Linked DNA regions of Mus musculus: region 2 is linked to region 1. The links are chromatin contacts, called in public HiChIP or PLAC-seq maps. All regions are on one chromosome and are shown on one strand. Each heading gives the region's core, a stretch centred on a gene start, on an enhancer-like site or on the middle of the called end of the contact. The rest is flanking DNA. Distances are from core to core; before and after follow the strand shown. Region 1 overlaps Thsd7b (thrombospondin, type I, domain containing 7B). Region 2 overlaps Thsd7b (thrombospondin, type I, domain containing 7B).

Region 1 (5,800 bases), core at 52-2,551:
TTTCATTCTCTCAGAGCTTCCTAAGTCAGCTAGATGGACTTGGAAGGAAAGCCAAGGGGTCAACCCAGCACTGGGATTCCAGGTTCCACACAGCAACATCCATCTTTGTAGTAGGTTTGATGATTGACATAGAATCCTTATGCTTATTGGGCTGCCTCTGCACTCTTAATCTTTTAGTGCCTATAGATCATGGCTGAGTCTATAGATCACTTCTTTACATGATGTTGCATCTGTGTTTAAAACTTGGAATGTTTCTGAGACATAGAAACATATTAGCCCAACTTATATTGCTTGTGGGTCTTGCTCTACCTACTGTGCTCTAGCTCCCAGAGCAGATTCAGGGGTCAACTGGCTGTCACTTTGCACTAATGTGTCACCTTGGCTTCTCATCTGCAAACTTCTTGGAAATCCTGCCTTTATATCCGTGGAAAAAAACCTCAGCTAAGTTTTTATGGATATCTCCATCCTGTTGGTAAGCTAAGACTTTTCCTTAGCAGTTCTTGCTCCTTCTCCTACCAGGAATTTAATAATAATAATAATAATAATAATAATAATAATAGTAATAATAATAATACCATAACCTCGCTTAATAAAGCCTATACCATTTAATAAACACATGAGATCTGTCTTTACTGTCAAACCTTCATAGGTTGGCTTTATATGTTTGTGTGTGTGTATGTGTGTTTTATCACATGTAAAGGTGTACTACTCATGTCTCTCTGTGTGTGTTTATACATGTATTTGTTATCATGTGTAGAGCTGTACTATGCATGTGTGTGTATGTGAAGGTCGGAGGATAACCCCAGTGTCTTCTCAGGTACCATCCACATTTCCTATTCTTTTTTCAAGCTGGGTCTCTCACTAGCCTTGAATTTGCCAACAAAGCTAGGATGTCTGGCCAGTTAGCACCACAGATCTGCTTGTCTTCCCCTCCCCAATACTTATGTGACTTTGGGGATTAACTCAGGTTTTCATACCTATGAGATTAAAAACTCTATCATCTGAAGCCATTGGCTCTCTGAATAATATAAAGTATACAAGACATGTCCTGGCTCACAAATCTACAGTGAACCCCCCATCCCCACTATATGCACGAAAGCTGATGACTGACTATGGAGATTATCATTACCAATCAGCACCAATGCTCCACATTGCATCTTTTATCACAGGGTGCACTCATGCATCCTTGCCCATTTGGACAGTGTCTGAATTATTTATGAGTAAAATTACTCATGGGATGTCACTTCCCATTCCATATTACCATTAGGAAAACATGGTTATGTTCCTAAGATGAAGTTGATGGAGAGGCTGAGATCCCCAGGAACAAATGACTGAGTTCTACTTTTCTTAGCCCCATCAATTACTTTCACTTTCCCTCCAGGGACACTGAAGAAGCCTGCTGGCCTGTGTTCATTGCTTCCAGTTGATGATGAGCAGAACAAATCAATCATCCACTCTGTTGTAGATTATGTTGTATTTGAAGCCAGTGGTCAGAGAGGTAAAAATCAAGCCGTATAAGGTTAGGAAGATGACTCAGCCAGTAAAACATGAGGTCCCCGCTTTGATTCCCAGTACCCGTTTCAAAAACTGGGGATGCTGTACTCCTGGAGAGGCAGAGATAGGAGGATCCCTGAGACTTATTTGCTAGCCAGTCTAGCTGAATAAGTGAGCTCCAGATTCAACAAGAGAATTGTTTCAAAGAATAAAATGGAGAGCAATACCTCCAGTCTCCATGTGAACACATGAACACACATATGAACAGGTTGTGAGCATGATACAGATGGGCATATGCTGAGACTGGAGGCTAAAACAATATCCTGAGAGGAGGCTCCGTCATTGAGCCACATCTTACTCTGTGCTTTCTTACTCAGTCAAGGCCTATAAGAGATTGCAGTATCCTACTGAGCACCACTTACCTGGGAAAGGAGCATGTGATAGACAGCTGGTGTTGAAGATATGCATATTCTGTAGCCAGCGCTGCTTGGTTTCAGGAAGTGCCATTGGAACTTTCATCCCCTGCATGTGGCACTATAGGCAGGCTTTAAGAGGCAAAGCACAGTGGGATGCCCATAGTTAATAGGGTGATCTCAGTGAGAATTGTACGTTCCCAGCCTCTTCTATTTTCTTTTTCACTGCCTTCATGAAGTGAGTGGTTTTGCTGTGCTACATGCTTCTGCCATGGTGTGATTTCTCTTGGTAAGACCAAAAGTACCAGGGCCAAGCAGCTATAAGCTGCAATTCTAAACCTGTGAGCCAATCAATCTTGATTTTAAGTTGATTGTTTTAGAAACTGATCAATACAATCCTCATTATCCATTATTATTATTAGTAGTAGTAGTAGTAGTAATAGTAGTAGTAATAAAAGTAGTTTTTCTGCTATATACATACCCAGAGACAGACAGTTAGACATACACAGAGGCATACACACGACACACACACACACACACACACATACACACATGGGGGAGGCTGGGATAGTGAGGGATGGAGGGAGAGACAGACAGACCCACTATATTTTGCTAATTTATTATTCTTATGGTTTTAAGGTTTATTTTAATTTAATATTTATGTGGATGTGTGTTTGGAGGCATATGTACATATAAGCGCAGTTGCCAAGGCAAAGTAGATGTCTGGGTTACAGACAGTTGTGAGATGTCCAAATGGATGGTGGGATCTCAACTTGAGTCTTCTACAAGATCAGTAAGCACTCTTTAACCACAGATCCATTTCCTTAATCCTGCATTTAAATACTTTGGTGATTGATATATCCTGGATATTACTTAGGTAAAAATATTAGTATGATTCTAGTTATAATATTGTCAACAGTAGTGAGTCATATTTTTAAGCAGGATATGTGATTAGAATTTATGTTAATGTATACATATTCTTCTTGGCCAGTAGGGCTGGGGAATACAGCTCAGGTAACACCATATTGTTCAATAGTCTATAAATGCAAGAGAAAATACAACATGTCTCTGAAAGGAGGTGAGAAAAGCTGTTTACAATCTCTTATTCAGGGTCTCTCCTTGAATTCTGAGCTTCCCTTTTAACCCACTTTGCTGGAGATGCAGAGTGGCTTTGTTCGAGGGAGAGGAGGCTCTGACACTTTTAATGAGGTTTTCAATTCAGATGACAAGGCAGTCAAGAGCAGTGTATCTGTTAGTTGCTGGTCAGCAAAAATAAGCACAGGGAAGTCCAAAGCACAAATTATGCTACCTAGAATACAATTAAGCCATAGAAGTTTTTTTTTTAAACTTTTAGATCCATTGTGTTCTAAATGAAGGAAACCCTAAAAAAAAAAAAAACAAAAAGGTTTGTGATAACATCATCCAAGCAAGGGAACATATTTCACAGGGTGACAAGGTGGAGATTACGTGGGGTTTGGAATGTTCTTTGTCAATCAATGCATTTGTGTTCATAAGGTTCTTCCTGAACTTGACTTTGAGTTATTCTTTGTAGCTCCTGGTCTGGAGTTCCCATCCAATGCAGGAGGTACAGGCTGGGCAGAAGACTTTCCTGTGGCTAAGAGTGGTATCTGGTTTGCAAAGGTTATTGAAACTTCTGTTGTAGAAATATCAGAGATGACTTAAGCACAAGATCATTATGATCATTGGTGTGTGTGTGTGTGTGTTTGTCTGTGTGTTTTTCACAAGTTAATTGTGATAATTGGAGTGTGTGTTTGTGCACGTGTCTGTGTGCCCCCTCCCCCCGTGTGTACAGTCGTTCATTGTGATCATTGGAATGTGTGTGTGTGTGTGTGTGTGTGTGTGTGTATCTGTCTGTCTGTCCAAGCAATTATCATACCTTGCCTAACAGACCCAAGTCTGTTTAATACTTTTGCATTTTATGAGCTATTACACAATCTACATGATTTGATAGCACTTTAGAACCTTTAAAATCATTTCTAAATAATCTAAAAGTTTTCTTTCTGTGTTAAGTTTGATAACAGGACATGATGTTATTATTTTAATGACCTGGGCATGTTCTCTATGTCTAATATGAACATATTGAGACCATTTCACCTTTGGGCTTATACACTCTTTGAGGTTTAGATACTCTAGAGATTGTCTTTGGTGCCACTGAGGAAGGGGCTTAGCTTCTCCCTCATGTGTATGTGAAAGCTGCCATTATTGAGGATTTTAAAAAATCAGAAATTACCTGGTATTATTGTTCCAAATTGATTCTTCCAAGGTTAAATTTTATGGCAATGTATAACTATCTCCTATGCAATATTTTAAAAGTAAAGAATATAAAAGTGTTCAGAGGATATAGCTAAAAACCCATATTTGTGTCCCTTCATTCATAGTTCATCACTTTCCATTTCGAACAAGGGATTCACATGAAATACTTTCCCCACAGAGATGAAAATTTCTTTTGACACAACTCTATAGGAAACAGAAACTTATTTATGGACCTTACTAACCAGCTGATTCTATCATAGTGCTGCTTTGGGTTGGCTTTAGAGAACAGAGCCAAGCTGTCTTAAAGAACTATCTTGAGTGTTCAGGATGCTTTCTCCTGTTAGGTCATAAACTTACTATCCAGGCAATAAGAGACTCAGAGAGTCAGTAAGAGAGAATTGTATTTGCACGTTTTGAAACTTTTCTTGTCCAAATAATGGCACTTCTATACAGATGCATGGATGCCAGTGATAGTGTTGACATGGATCAGGTCTGGATGGAGACACAATGGAATAGGAAGTTCTTCAGAACCATTTCACTAAACTCAGCATCTCATTTGCCATAAAGATATCTCATCAGTCCTAAAACACAAGTGAGCACAGAGGCCGAAAGTAAGCATTTATTCATCAAATGACAACAATAATTAGTATCCTTAAAAGCCTGTCTGTTTTCCTCTGAGACCCCTTGAGCATTGCCTTGGCTACTGCGATTGACTCTTTCTTAAGCATGAGCACTCATTAATACCACCCACATTCCTAATGATGTGAGAAATTTGCTCAATGGAAAAAATATTTCAGAAATTTATAAAACCTTACCTAGAACTTCTGAGTGGTGACTCAGGATTTTATTTCAGAGTCACATTCCAGAGAGTGAGTGAATTAGGTGGTTTACTCAGCTAGCCACTCAAAAATTACACATTAGATTATTTATTGATGGTAGTAGGTAATGGAATGTGAACAGAACAGAATTCCTCCAGTCACAGGGTTCACAATAGTGCAATCAGAAATTAAAAAAAATCATTATGCTATTCATTATGGAGTCTCCATTGTGAAGTGTGCCCCAAAATTGGAAAACTTGATCCAGAAGTTTAATGGAATGGACAGCCATCAGGTTTGGCAGTTAGAAAGACTTGCTACACAGGCAGGTTTAAGCAGAAGTTTGAAGGGAAAATAATAAATGTTAGACCACAAAGGTCAAGTGTATGCAAAGTTTATTTACAGTGTTTCTCACAGTTAGCACACTGGCTGCTTAGTGACTCTGCCTGTGTCAGCCATCACATACAAGATTTTCATTGTATTTTCTATTGTATTTTTCCTGGATTCCTATAGTCTGCTGTAACTGAACATACTTCAGAATTACCAAGCACTAATTTACAAAATTAAGAATTTTGGAATTGAACATTGGTTTCTGGTTTTCTACTGTAATCCTTCATGTCCTGTAACAAATTGGTTGTTTTTGCTTTGTGTTGGAATATTGTAATCTGGCTTCTTGGTTCCTGGTATCTCTCAAGTCCAGGTATTTGGATTAGCATTTAAAATGTATGTATGTACACACACACACACACACACACACACACACACACACAATCCATCCCCCCAAGTCTATTCTTCTACCTCTTC
Region 2 (5,298 bases), core at 319-2,818, 660 kb after region 1:
AGCCATTAAATCTCACAATGGAAGCAACCTTATTATTCTAAGAATAGTAAGAGATTTAACTTAACTTTTTAAAATTGTAAATTATAGCAAATACAGAAGTGAAATATAACAAATCTACAGTTAAATCTTCCATGAGTGAGCCTTTCCAGTGCCCTGGAAAAACCTCCCAGCTCCCTCTCGCGATTGGAACCTCCCCGTCTCCACAAAAGAAAAACGAGCCTTAATTTCTAGGTAATCTTTTCATATCTATACATACAAACAGTATAGATTATGTTTCAAGTCGTTGTAGTCTGGAATGAGAGTTTCTAGGTTCTTGATATCCTCTTCAGGGAATTGAAGTAAGTACTCAGTAATTACAAAGTTGTCATGAAAGTTTACACAAAAGCAAAGTAAAGGGTCTATGCAGTCAAGACAACAGGCCACATGGATGGAGATACTCAAGGATCTTTGTAACCAATTATTGCTGCTAAGGGGTGGTGTAAGAATGCTTTGCCTTACTTTGTTTTAACTATATTAAGTTATATAGCTTTATCCTCTAATTCACATGCTCCCTCTCACAATGCATCTGATTTTAATAATAGCCACATCCAATTATGCATAATTGTAACATGAAAAATAAGGGTTTCTCTCCACAGGTCCACTTAGAGGACATAGTTTGTCTTATTGCCCATGCTCCCAAAACCATTCTGTGCCAGATCATCACTCATATCTTTAAACCCACATATAACCAGAGTTCAAATCAGTACTATCAAAGATCAGTGGTTATTAAGGAAGGGAAACATATTCCATTGTTCAGAGTGTAGTGTGCATGCAACTTGATGTCAGTGGGAGTCCTAGTGTGCTAACAGATTTCTGGGTACACTGTTTGTAGAAAGGGTATATGCATAGCCCAAACCAAGTGGAGTTCCAGGTTTCTAAACTACTTACTATGACTGCATGCATTAGTTAGTCTTCTGTTTTAAATGGATCTTTAAATCTCTTTTAGTATGGCTTCCCCTCCTATTTCATTCTTTTTTTCTCTTTTGTTCTTATTTCTCCTTCTTGGTAATTTAGTAGGTGAGGAAAATAAACCACCTGTCCTGTGAACATTTTCCAGTCTGTCTTTTGGGACTCATATCTCCATGGTAAGGCTAAACATGTTCCTCTCTCTCCATGATTTCCCTGTAACTTGGGAGTTGCAAAGCCTCCATCAATCTTTGATGAACATCCTTTACAGAAGCTATAATACACCAAGAAGCATACTGCTGAGATCCCACTGTTTTTTTTTTTTTTTGGGGGGGGGGGGAGTTGTTGTTGCTGCTGCTATTTAGTTTTCTTTTTTGACAACTGGCATTGGTGTATCGTGTCTGTACCCTTTAATCAAGAAATATGAAATGACAACATTCCAATTCCATTATCAGACCTCATTTCTTTCTGGAATCACCATGAAAAGAATGTATACTGCAACTGCTATTGCTCACCTGCTGGCCCATTTTGTGTAGATAATTTGGGAAAATGCTTCTCTTGGCAGGTTTACCACAAAGGTCTCTTCCCCATCCTTATGGGATCAGATTTAAATAATTCTTACACTTTGTATCCATGCCATTTGTCATCAGCCCTAAACTTAGATTCTGGTTGCATTTTCAAATGTGTTTTGTAAACATTTAAATAGGTGTGACCTAGTAGAGTGTTCAGGCTCCTCTGGATATATTTTTTTCTGTTAGATTTCTAATCAACTATTTCTCTAGAAATGCCTGCCTTGTTTTGTTGGAAATAACCTTCAGCATCATGCTAAGAGAGCTAGGGATCTGGAGACACATGCATCAGTGTGCCATTGTTTCTAAGCTGCTTCCGGAGACAGGACTTTGAGATGTCGTTCATTATTTCCTTTACTTTGAAGATGAAATATAAAGGTGCCTCATGGTGATGTTTATCACTTACATGTGGAACCACAGAGGTTCACTTGTACTCAATTCTAATATCTTTATCTCACTTTTTCCATGATATAAATCAAGTTACCAGGGAGAATGAGTGATTATAGCCATAGCATATATGACGTTTAGAATCTTTATTCCATTCACAGGGGAAACTCTCATGACAGTAATAGCTCTGTGATCACCATTATAGATATTTCAAGTTTTGAGCATAATTTGCACATGCTGTGTTTATTCTTCGGCATTGGTATTGTATACCAGTGTCTTTAGAGCACTCAGTCATTACAAATGTTCCACATATAAGATTGGTTCATTTCGTATCTGTACATTAATGGTTTCTATCCTCTTGGACACATGAAGTTTAGTCTCCAATAGATCCTGAAGAACATACTCATGGCAGCAATTTAGCCTGAGTACTTGTATATTACTAACAGTTCATCTTCAGTCTTTGTAATTGAAAGTCAGCCTTGCTGTGTAATATATCCTCAGATCCTTTTGAATGTGAATCTTTATTATATGTCTATGCTTTTCTAACATAAAGTTTCCCTTCCACAATACAGAATGTGATTTTGTTTCTTCTATAAGCCATCTGGCACTCTCTCCTAGATATTTAAAGGTTTGTTTTTTCTTCTCCCTCCTGTTCATAGCTAAATAATTATACGAGAATATGTTTCCATATTGACAACTCTGATGTGCTCTTTTGAATGGGCAGTTTCAAATCTTTTGTTTTGATCATTACATTTCCTTAAAGGTTTTTTTTTCCTCCATCATTAGAGCCTGTGCTTCTGCCTTGGGTTCTTATGAAGTCTTATTATACGTGTGATGTCTGGTTTGCCTCATTTCTCTGTTCACCAGCTTCTCTCACATTCTCCCAGTGTCTTTTCAGTGCTTAATTTCAGCTTTTTTTTTTCATGTCTATGAAGACATGATTTGTTACGCTTCTTAATCTCGTGTTTCTTTCTCATTTCCGAAAATGACTTTTCCTTTTATTTTGAATTGTTCACTGAAGCCAGTTACTCGGTCTCTGAGTTCCTATAATTCTTATTCATGTTTACATCTTTTTGTTCCTTTGTCATTTCCTAGCTAGCTTGGCTCCTTTTGAAAGTATACTTCCCGTCTGTTTTCCCATGTGTCGCCTGCTTCACCATCTTACCTGTAGGATGTTATTCCATTCATCATTCTCATGTGGAATTTGAGTTTGGTTTCTTTCTGTGTTTCTTGCTCTGGAAAATTACTTGTGTGAACTTTTGGAAGGGACTCTCCAAAACTAAACCTGCTACCCTGAGATTTCCTAGTTTCCCTATCCCCTCCAGCTGCTCCAGACAGACCCTCCTGATCTTTTGAAGAGACTCTTCCTAGTTGTCTCAGTTTGATTATCTAACAACCTATTTATCTTCAGTGGTGTGGTGAAAGGCTATAGAGCATTTTGGAAGGATAAGAGCTCTGAAGTATCAATACAAAGAGTTAAAGAAGCAGGAAGCAGGGACTAACAGGGAGCTCACTGGCCTCTTTGTCTTCCTATCCCTTTGAGTAGACCCTATATGTCTCAGTTTAGTTGTCTGTTTGTGGCCATTGCTTACCCTATGTCCAGTTTTTCTGTTCTGCTTTCTCTTGCCTAGTTCTCACATATCACAGGTACCCTGTAAGATCCCACCACTGCCCCTTACTGGTTCACTCTCTAGGAGTGTGGGGATGAGTCTGTATGCTCTGTCAATTTTGACTTCCCTGTCCAGCTGTCTTTGATGTGCAAAACCCTTTTTATTTAAGTTACTAGCTCTTTGGAATCCCATGAAAGGCACAAGAAGAAATACTTTAGGCCCAGATTTTTCTTAACCTTTGAAGTGGGGTTTAATTTCCTTTTAAAAATCCTTACAAAGCATTACAATATTCTCTCATGCACTCTTTGCTACATTTGTCCAAATAAGAAAGATGAAGTTCAGGAGCATGCATCCACTGACCTTGTGAGAACCAGAAAACTGAGGGAGCTGCCAGCCCTCTGTCAGCTATCAGATAAACTTAAACCCAATGACTACACTGACTCTCCATATCTGATGTGAGCTGGCAAGACCAGGCTTTGAAGTCATGCTCATCTTCAAGCAAGAAATCAGCAGAGTAATCTAAATTCACAAACACCTGGTCTGATAATAGATGTTGCCAAACTGTAATCTTTAATAGTTCAGAGATATGAACAGAACCCTTCTATTTGAATTTATATTGAATGGCTTAAATTATGTAATCTATTCTATGGGTTCATTAAATGCATTTATTGATATGTTTTGTTAAGTTAATGATGGCTTCCATCAAGATTGTTTGAGACCTATAAGAGTAAGACTAATGAGAATATTCTTGTTGGATATACAGAACATTGGGGAAAACCCATATTAAGCAAAATGACTACTATCCAAGGTCTATTGTTTGTATACTAATGGAAGTTTACAAAACTCACCCTGGTTGCCCAAGATAAACAACCTTTCTACAGAATAGACACTTATTTCCATCTGCCACATAGTACCAAAATATTAAGACATGGGTCTTCCAGATATCCCATGAAAAAATACATATACACATGCTCAGAATATACTCAGTACACATTCAGTTGCAGGAATGCTCTTTAAATAATGAATATAAAAAAGTGGGAAGAAGTTGTCAGTTAGGATATTTATTTTACTTTTACATGAAGAAAAGAATTAAGGCCAGGTAAGAAGGCTTGCTGCTGGGTGAACAAAAATTATGGAGAAACAAGGTGTCAAGGAAAGCTTGAACTTTGGGAAATTCTGGTTTAGGAAATTCTAGAAAGCCAATTCTTGTGAAGAGTTCATGATCTAGAGAGAATATGGTTTTTCTGGTTACAGGCTACCTAGAAAATAGCCTTTAGCTGTGTATCTTAATCTTTTCTATTTATTTATTTATTCATTCATTTATTTAATGTATGTGAATATACTGTTGCTGTCTTCAGAATCACCAAAAGAGAGCATCCAATCCCATTACAGATGCTTGTGGTGTCTTAATCCTTTCAAGAAAATTAGTCCTACATTGACCCTGAGTTTGCTGTCTGTACATCATTTTTGCATATTTAATAAATGGATCCTATATGTTTATATAAGTGATATGAATATTGTCTGAAGGAGATTTTTGTTTGAAGAGTTTTGGACCAATTAAGAAACCATTAAGACCTAGAACAACCATTCTCAACCTTTGGGTCTCTACACTTTGGGAGTCAAACAACCCTTTCACAGGGGTATCATAAGACCATCTCCATAACATGCTTCATTACATTATAATTCATAACAGTAGCAAAATTACAGTTATGAGGGAGTAACAAAAATAATTTTATGGTCAGGGGGTTACCACAGCTTGGAGAGCTGTATTAAGGGATTAAAACCAC

What was found. HiChIP or PLAC-seq counts read pairs in DNA pulled down with a chosen protein or histone mark.
Region 2: an H3K4me3 HiChIP or PLAC-seq map of the SCID.adh cell line shows a contact between it and region 1, with 16 times the contacts expected there. The contact joins two enhancer-like sites. A contact is called at or near these places in 2 of 484 Hi-C or Micro-C datasets (embryonic fibroblasts and ventricular fibroblasts) and 1 of 115 datasets of contacts at active chromatin or transcription factors (the SCID.adh cell line).

What each region holds. Positions count from the first base shown.
Region 1 is chr1:129,492,925-129,498,724 of GRCm38.p6, forward strand. The region is part of intron 2 of Thsd7b (thrombospondin, type I, domain containing 7B); the gene reads left to right. Among named protein-coding and RNA genes, the nearest start is that of Gm36347, 120 kb to the right of the region's middle. Within about 2 kb of position 1,302, at least 2 of the 459 cell types and tissues checked have an H3K27ac peak or open chromatin away from gene starts, as enhancers often do. A contact at or near this core is called in the SCID.adh cell line, where this site is marked.
Region 2 is chr1:130,151,348-130,156,645 of GRCm38.p6, forward strand. All of the region lies in intron 17 of Thsd7b (thrombospondin, type I, domain containing 7B), which reads left to right. Among named protein-coding and RNA genes, the nearest start is that of Gm41951, 150 kb to the right of the region's middle. Within about 2 kb of position 1,569, at least 3 of the 459 cell types and tissues checked have an H3K27ac peak or open chromatin away from gene starts, as enhancers often do. A contact at or near this core is called in the SCID.adh cell line, where this site is marked.